3 separate regions of the Mus musculus genome follow, and all the other regions are linked to region 2. Evidence: chromatin contacts called from public HiChIP or PLAC-seq data. All regions are on one chromosome and are shown on one strand. The core of a region is the stretch at or near the end of the contact, and the rest is flanking DNA. Distances in the headings are between cores, read along the strand shown. Region 1 overlaps Setd7 (SET domain containing (lysine methyltransferase) 7). Region 2 overlaps Maml3 (mastermind like transcriptional coactivator 3). Region 3 overlaps Maml3 (mastermind like transcriptional coactivator 3).

The links. HiChIP or PLAC-seq counts read pairs in DNA pulled down with a chosen protein or histone mark.
Region 1: an H3K4me3 HiChIP or PLAC-seq map of bone marrow-derived macrophages shows a contact between it and region 2, with 6 times the contacts expected there. The contact joins two enhancer-like sites. A contact is called at or near these places in 3 of 115 datasets of contacts at active chromatin or transcription factors (bone marrow-derived macrophages, double positive thymocytes and embryonic stem cells) and 3 of 9 other capture datasets (embryonic stem cells, liver and pancreatic islet).
Region 3: a contact with region 2 is called in an H3K4me3 HiChIP or PLAC-seq map of bone marrow-derived macrophages, with 3 times the contacts expected there. The contact joins two enhancer-like sites. A contact is called at or near these places in 2 of 39 promoter capture datasets (cranial neural crest and maxillary cranial neural crest), 2 of 484 Hi-C or Micro-C datasets (macrophages and nephron progenitors), 9 of 115 datasets of contacts at active chromatin or transcription factors (bone marrow-derived macrophages, effector CD8 T cells, embryonic basal ganglia and 5 more) and 1 of 9 other capture datasets (embryonic tail).

Annotation. Positions count from the first base shown.
Region 1 is chr3:51,539,004-51,541,703 of GRCm38.p6, forward strand. All of the region lies in intron 3 of Setd7 (SET domain containing (lysine methyltransferase) 7), which reads right to left. Among named protein-coding and RNA genes, the nearest start is that of 5031434O11Rik, 20 kb to the right of the region's middle. Within about 2 kb of position 1,323, at least 49 of the 459 cell types and tissues checked have an H3K27ac peak or open chromatin away from gene starts, as enhancers often do. A contact at or near this core is called in bone marrow-derived macrophages and double positive thymocytes, where this site is marked.
Region 2 is chr3:52,028,551-52,031,252 of GRCm38.p6, forward strand. All of the region lies in intron 1 of Maml3 (mastermind like transcriptional coactivator 3), which reads right to left. Among named protein-coding and RNA genes, the nearest start is that of Maml3, 75 kb to the right of the region's middle. Within about 2 kb of position 1,326, at least 109 of the 459 cell types and tissues checked have an H3K27ac peak or open chromatin away from gene starts, as enhancers often do. A contact at or near this core is called in bone marrow-derived macrophages and double positive thymocytes, where this site is marked.
Region 3 is chr3:51,731,257-51,734,173 of GRCm38.p6, forward strand. All of the region lies in intron 2 of Maml3 (mastermind like transcriptional coactivator 3), which reads right to left. Among named protein-coding and RNA genes, the nearest start is that of Gm46803, 25 kb to the left of the region's middle. Within about 2 kb of position 1,310, at least 18 of the 459 cell types and tissues checked have an H3K27ac peak or open chromatin away from gene starts, as enhancers often do. A contact at or near this core is called in bone marrow-derived macrophages, where this site is marked.

The DNA.
Region 1 (2,700 bases), core at 73-2,572, 490 kb before region 2:
TCTGCTGGAAGTCCTTACTGCATAACTTACCAATCAAAGTCCCTTGTAAGCTTGCTAAACAATTTGATAGCATGGTGCCTTGGATAGCTTGGTTAATGTCCTGGGCTCAAAAATCTAGGAACAGTTATACAAAGTAGCAATGCAGGGTGGCACTCATGTGACCGTCAGTGTTGCTATTGGGACAGGGATAAGTGGCCTTACCTACACGAGTCACACAGATCGACACAGTCTAACCGCTCTTTGGTGGGGGAGAGATTATAAACTAAAATAAATTTCAGAACCTATGAGGAAAAATGTATAGCATCATTTTCATGGGCAGACAATGCTCTTTGTCCTTCTTACTAATGCTGTGTCCTTTCTGTACCATCTATCTTCAGGCTACTACTGCTGAGCCACAGTGTGTTAGTGCATAGTGTGTGTTATTCTTACATGTGGTTAACTACCAGGAGCTACCTACCACATTACTGCCTATTTGAAGCAGACGTAAGTCTTTATTTAGGGCCTCACACTCTTTTCTCTCAAAAGCTGAATTTATTACTTTGCACTTATAAAACAGAAATCCTTTGGTTTTCTAAATAATAAAAGAAAATAAAATGCATTGGAAGCTAAAAATCAAACCAAACCAAACCAATTTCTTGGGGCTGCACACGGTGCCTTTTGCTAGTGTTCAGCTAGCATGATCGTGTCCCTGGGTTTGAGTCTCAGCTCTGCATAGCCTGAGTTGGTGGCATGCACCTATAATTCCAGCCTTTAGGGGGCAGAGGCAGGGGAATCAGAGGTTCAAGGTGCTCTGCAGCTACACAGAGAATCTGAGGCCAGCCTGGGCTACACAAGACTGTCTCAAAAACCGAAATAACACCAGCAAAACCTTTGTATCATAATTAGAGGGAGATTTTTCAAAAGAAGCTGTTCTTAGAGCAATCTCACACGAACAATAGGCAGAATAGTTCTTTTACTACTCTTAGTTATTCGTGCTATGGCACAAATACTGCCCAGCTGCTCTATCAAGGAGCATGGGGAAGAGGCCATTGTCTGGTTCCTTCCGCTCGCTGGCTCCCCCTAGCGGGATCGGTGAGAAGGTAGGTCAAATGCTTGTTGACAACACATTTCTCTTTTGGGTGGGGATTAAGAAGATAAAGGCTGTTTGGGATGTCTCTACAATGGGTCCTAGGCACTGTCCTGTCAATCCCAGGACGGATGTCCCTCAGAGTCCCAGTGCTCGAGCAGCAAAAGGGACCTAGAAGCCCGTAGTGGCTCTGTGTTCCCATCCTGTGACTACAGTGATGACCAGCAAGCCAGTGCCTGACACTGATGCCCACTTCTGTACTGACTCAGCTTCCAGAAAGCCTCGGGCTGTAGTCAGCCCCTTCCACCCTCAACAGATACCGCATGTGCCATCCGCCATTCTGAGAGCTAGTTATTGTCTCCCAATGCCTCTTTCCCAACAGTCTTCTCTTGGTGTTTGATAAGACCAGAGGGTGAAACGTTGCTCCAGTGGCTGGCCCCGCCTATGTACCTGCAGCAGTGCTAGTTGGATAATGGGGGACGAGGGGGGAAAGAAGGGGTAAAGGACACAAAAGTGGGAGCTGACATTTTGGTGTCTGGGGGATTGGTGGACTGGGCATGCATATGATGAAGACACGCTCGCTGCATACACATGTATGATATCGTCAAAGAACACATAAAATGTTATTCTCTAAAAAATGTCACTTTTAAAGACATTTTTAGGTTTGACTACAGTCAGTGAGATGACTGTAGGAGACGGTCTCAGCTGTACCTTCCATCTCACCACAGGACTTCCGTCGATCCTAGTCACAAGTGAAATGACAGGGTGTGGGAGTCTCTGGGAATCCCTGTTTCGGCTGGCTCTCTCTCATCCTCTGCCTACACAGGCTCCGCTCACTTTTCTGACAAGTCTCTCAGATGTCAGTAGCACCCCAGCTCCAAGCAACATGGAGCTCAGCCCGGCCACTCGGAAGTCCTCTCTCACCCTTCAGAAACTGCAGGTACCTTGGTCCCAGTATCGGCTTCTCTGCCTCTACCTAGACTCTGATGTCTGATGGGTCAGAGCTGACCAAGATGCCTAAAAAATGCTTGGGAAGTCTTGGACAAAGAGTGACCACATCTTTTCCTTAGGGCACAGCTCTTTTTGAAAAATTTCATGTGTCAGGGGAAGGTTGGGTAGTGGGAAGGGGAGGGTGTTGGATCCCTTGGAGCCTCCAATACTGGGATTCAAACTCCAGTCCTCATGATAGAACAACAGGCACTCTTAACTGCTGGGCCATCTCCCCAGCCCCAAACTGTCAGGCATACCCGTCTCAGGCTTCCCTAGTAGCTGGGCCCACACATGCATAAACTGAGCTTAACTGATGAAAACACAAACAAACAATTGTGTGGCTGATCATGTGTGGCTCACGCCTCTGATCCTAGCACTAGGGAGGCAGAGGCAGGTGGATCTCTGAGTTCAAGGCCAGGCTCATCTACACAGTGAGCCACAGGACAGTCAGGACTAAATAGGAAACCCTTGTCTCAAAAATAAATACAAACCAAGTGTGTGTAGGATGACACTGGGTGTCCTGATCTACCACTCTCTGCTTTAGTCCCAGAGACAGGGTCTCACTGAACTTGAGGTATGCCAGCCTAGAGACCCTCCCATGAGACCCAAGTAAAAGCCTTGTGAGTGCATAAGGGACCAAGCCA
Region 2 (2,702 bases), core at 76-2,575:
CTCTCATTGGCTATGCAAAACAGTCTTAGGGGAGGCTCCATTCACGTTCAGCCGTAGATGCACCAACATGAAATGACTCGACGGTATTTTGGGTGATTTTTTTTTTGTCTCATATTGCTTTGTTTGGGCATTTTTTTAAAAACCTTACTAATCTTTTGCTTATATATTATGGTTTCCTATTTTGAGTTTGTATGGTGTGTATGTGTGTGTGTATGTGTGTGTGCACAGGTACATGCATGCATGTACATGCATGTTTGCAGAATGTGTTTCTCATGCTGTTTTGTTTTATTTTGCTTTTTAATTTGCCCATTTGTTTGTTTGGTTGTTTTTTTTAAAGATTTATTTTTTTATGTATATGAGTACACTGTAGCTGTACAGATGGTTGTGAGCCATTATGTGGTTACTAGGAATTGAACTCAGGACCTCTGCTCGCTCCTGCCCCGCTCACTCCGGCCCAAAGATTTATTTATTATTATATGTAAGTACACTGTAGCTGACTTCAGACACACCAGAAGAGGGCGTCAGATCTCATTACGGGTGGTTCTGAGCCACCATGTGGTTGCTGGGATTTGAACTCAGGACCTTTGGAAGAGCAGTCAGTGTGCTCTTACCCACTGAGCCATCTCACCAGCCGGCCAGTTTGTTTTCTAAAGAGAGAGAGAAAGAAGGTGTGGAACTGGAAGGGTGGGGAGGTGGGGAGAATCTAGGAGAAGAAGTGAGACGGGAAACAGAACTGTGAACGGAATATATTACATGAAGAAATATTTATTTTCAATTAATATTTAAAAAAGCAGAAGACCAAGACATCTACTTCCTTCTAATGTCAAGAGATCCAAAGTGGCATGCGAGAACAAACACAGGCTTACACGTTAACCTAGGACAAAACAAACAGACAGACAGACATTCATCTCTCGAGATCCAAAGCCTCACAGGACTCATGCTTTCAAAAGCAACAGCAACTTAATCTAAATCTCTCACGAAATGCATCGAGAGAGACTTTCTCTTCCCAGATCCAGGAAAGAGATAATCTTTCCATTTCTAATTTTATGGGACCACGATGAAGAAGAAGCAACGCGTGCGTGCATCTGCTTTCTGTTCTCAGTGACCAGCTGGACAGATGGTCCAGAATATCATTAGTTAAGAAAGCTCCCATTCATTACCACAGAGTCCTCGGGCAGGCTGGGGTGGGGTGCAAGAATGTCCCAGAAGGTGTTATTTGAAGAATGTGTTCGTGTCGAAGACATGAGTCCATGTGGTGGATGTGGGGGAGGAAGAACAGACAGCCTGTTGTGATCAAACAGCAGCCGCGAGTTCCTCAACACTGGCACGTCCACCAGACACTTCCGGCTCCTGTTCTACCCACTCGGTCGACAAAAAACCAGGGGGAGGTCCCAGTAGCTGTCATGATCCCTCCATTCGAGACACAATTCCTCCCAAACAGAACTCTCTCCCAGGACACGATTCCTCCCAAACAGAACTCTCTCCCAGGAGGTCGACCAAAGAGAAACTGCCATTTTGTTGGCTTCTTAGCTCATACAGAATATGAAAAAGGAAACAGAGGGTCTGGTGTATCTGTCTCAAAAGCTATGATTCCAGGCTGAGCTTCCCTTAAGTATAACTCACCACCCCATTTGGCCAGGAGACAGTATATGAAGGGGTGGCCAGTACTAAAGAAGTCCACGAGAGGAGCCAAATCTGTCCAACTGTCCTGCTTTCTGTATCAGATCATACCCCCGTTCCCAGCTCAACTCCTCGTTCATAGCCACCAGAGGGACTCTGATGGATGGATGACTTCTGCGGTCCTATTCATCTTTCTTCCCCCTCGCCTCCCCACACCCTGCACTGAGCACCGACTGGGTACGAGATGTTCTGTCAGACACCCACAGGGTTACAGGGAAGTGAGGACGTGCAGATGCTCGGCTCATGGGTTTACAGAGCGAAGTTTGTGAGTGACAATCAATCAACGCTCACAGCTTCTACACAAATCAGTCTTCAAAACGGCTCCTGCACTGACTTCTTCGCTGTAGCCCTCGGACCTGGAGAGTTGTGCAGAAGAGATCAGGGATGCCTTAAGAATGAATGAGGAGGCAGAATCAATCAAGAGGCAGATAGGGAGCATGGAGCAGGAAATCAGAGAAAGGATGGGCCCAGACCGTGAAGGATGTGGGAAGCACATCCCTGCTCATCCACCCCCCGGCGGTCCCCACCGCTGTCTTCCATCTCTCTGTCAGCAGCTGCTGGGGCTTGGAAGAAATCAAAGGCAGGGTCTCCAACTGCTGCTACAATGGGCCCTGAACAAGTCCCAACTTCACAAGAACTTACAGCAGCCTGCGTGCTGGGCTACCTGCTCTAGACTTCACACCTAGGCTTACACATCTTCCTGAGGCAGGCTTTGCTTTCTGCCATCTGCAGCTTGGCAAGGTGAAGAAGCCACTGGCCCAAGGTCACATTGCTGACTAGTGACAGGACAGGAACATGATCTAGACCACGTCCCTTTCAGGATCAGGTTCTTGGGTATTTTACGGGAAGGGCTCCTTTCTATACCCTGACCAAGCCACACTTGAGACTGTCCTAAATTAACTGTCCCCGGTTATCCGGATATGGGAACCAATCCCAGGTCACTGGGAAAGTAGACATGCCAGCAATGGTAAGTTCAGTGCTCTTGTGGCTCCTGGTAAAGACTCCCTTGCCTCAGTCTCCAG
Region 3 (2,917 bases), core at 60-2,559, 300 kb before region 2:
CTCTGACTGTCAGCCCTCTCAGCGTGTGTGTAATATTAACAGCAGTAGGCATGAAGCGTGAGCTGAAGCGTGCTGGCGATTCCTCCTATTGTCATGAAGATTGGGAATCCATGAGAAATGGGGGATCACGATGTGTGTTCCCCCTAACCTACAAAAAATTATCAGTGACCACCATTATTGTCCATTATTACATCGAATTGTTCAGTCCATTCACATCTTCTTTGCCGCTATGGGAAATACACCAGATAAAGTCGTCACACCACAATAACTTTCCAGTCAGCACTGGTGATTGATTTTAACTAAGAAAAAAAAAAATCTTCCAAAGTAGGTCAACGCTTAAACCTTTGTGTGTGTGTGTGTGTGTGTGTGTGTGTGTGTGTGTGTGTGTAGCACTAAGGGACCTGTTAGGAAAGCAAAGTTACCCATGTCAGTATTCGCCACAAACGGTTGCTACTCTGCACCAGACCACCGAGCTTCCCCTCCATGACACCACGACATGTCCTTATATCATTTGGAAAGCTGTTCATAGCTCTGTTCTTACCACTTGTGAGTTCTCGAAGCCTCACCAGCTTATGAAAACAGCTGTGTGAGTGACTGACCTTTTATTCTTTTCTCTGAATTTCCTCCTCGCAGGCGTGGTCCCCTGCTTTCCTTCTACCACAGCAGACTTCAGTGATCATGTCCATAGCACCCACATTTGGTGGGGGAAAGACTCCAATAAACTCCCCAAGTCTTTACATATCAAGACGGCAGAATCTAAACTTTTAAATCTACTCCATTCAAGAAATGTATTTCTTTCAGAGACTGGCCTCAGCTGCCCAACTTAGCTTTGGATTTGCATGAAAATCAATGCAAATGTGTGTGTGTGTGTGTGTGTGTGTGTGTGTGCGCGCGCGCGCGCGCGCGCACACATTCTCTAGAGCTCAGTTCTCTATAAAGGTTGGGAACTATTACCCTTCATACCTCAGCTCCTACTAGAATCTTCCTCTGTTCTGATTAGTTATTTATTGAGAAGGAATAGCCAGGGTGATATACACTAGTCCAAATGAGGATATGTCAAATTCCCAAAAGAAGATGATTTTTCTTTGTGGTCCTTCAGAGGACGCCTGTTATTTGTAGAACGTGGAGCCGCAGCAGCTGCTACTGGATCCAGGTCTTTGGGGAATGGTCTCTAATGATCCTCACGTCCATCTTCCGAGTGGAATATTATTATCCCATTAGTACAACCTAATTTGGACTCTTTTCCCTAGATGCTCTGCCTCGTATTTTTCCACACTGAGTTTCAGCTGCTGCCTGTCTTCCCCTCAGCTGCCATCCTGTCAGATCTTCTTTAGGAATTTACATAATGTGGACTTGGCTTTATCTTGTGACATTGCCCTCTGCAAACTTGCCAGGGCTCCTGTTCCTCCCTAAACAATGTTTAAATAAGGAACTGCGCAGACAGCAGAGACAGCCACCCCATCCCCCAAACCCTGCCCAAACATCTGTGTTCCTGTGCCCACAGTAAGGCTTTGACTGGGTAGAGCATACCTGGCAGAGAACATGGTGCCCAAACCCTCCTAAATTTGGGTGGGGCCAAATTACCAGTACTTGACAGAGATGTAAACAGAAGTTAAGGGTTGGTGAAAAATGGTGTGTGTGTATGTATGTGCACACGCATGTGTGTAAATGTATGTGGCACATGTGTGTAACTAAATGTTACATGTGTGTGTATGTGAATGTGTCCTCCCTCATTTGATACCAGGATAAAAAAAACCCGGTTGAACCCAGCGGAGGCAGAAGTGAGGAGGAAGCCAGGCTGAATTCCTGTGACACTACATGAGGTAGAGCTGCCTTGCTCACAGGGACACCACATCAACTGTTAGTGGGTGAGAAGTAAACACAAGGCAATCCACAGGACTGTAGGGCAGCAGCCAGCATGCACACTGGCCACCGTGGCACCCCATGGGACTGACTGCAGGGCACCACATGAGACTTTTTGCTTCACAGAAAGTGCCCATTCCCTCCCTCCATCCTTGGTTCAACTATGTCCACACTTAAATCTGAAGCACCTTAATTTCATGAGGGATTTTTGTCAAAGATATTTTTGATATCTTACGCCATAGCTTAAGCTGTTTATGTAAAACAGCAGCATCCAGTAAAAGATCACGTACCTGATTTACATAAACAAGCTGTTTCATGATCCCCGAGTGTTAGTATTTATTACATAGCTTAGGCTCATTGAGTCTTAGCGGTAAACAGCACAGGTCTTGCTAACCAACAATACACCCATGTTTTGACTGAGAGTTGCAAATGCCTCTGCAGGAACCAACAACACTATAGACAATGATATACTGTAAGTTCCTGGAGCCATGGTAGTGGTGCTTTGCTGTGCTGTGTGGTATTGGCTGATGCATGGGCTCTGGGTAGACAGATACCAGGTTCTGAGAGCTATTGTTACTCTCTGAGACCTGCAAGAATGTTTGACATGTCCTCTCCAATAACCCGCCTCTCCTCTTCTCTTATCTTCCTGATACAAGATAAGGGTTAAAATTGATTGCCCTGACCAACACTGTCACAGAGTACACCTCCCTCTATCAGAAGAGAACATGGCGGGATGTCCCCTGGCTGACCATGTCCACTGGCTGAAACTCCACTGTAGCTGCGGTGATAAGAGTCTGCTGTTTAGGAAGTGGTGGACAACCACTCCTTTAAGGCTAATTTCCTGGGGAATTCACTAAAGGAATTAGTGGCTCAGCAAAGGCAGACAGCTTGTTACAAGACTTGGAGAATGTTCTAGATGCATGAAGAGCTCTAGGGGCTTCAAAGATTCCATAAGGAGCTGGAAGCAGGTAGGCGGAGCTTCCTACTCCTGGGGGAGGGTTGGTGCCCTTCTTCCATGGAAGGTGATGTTCCCCTCATATCAGGAGAGGTTCCG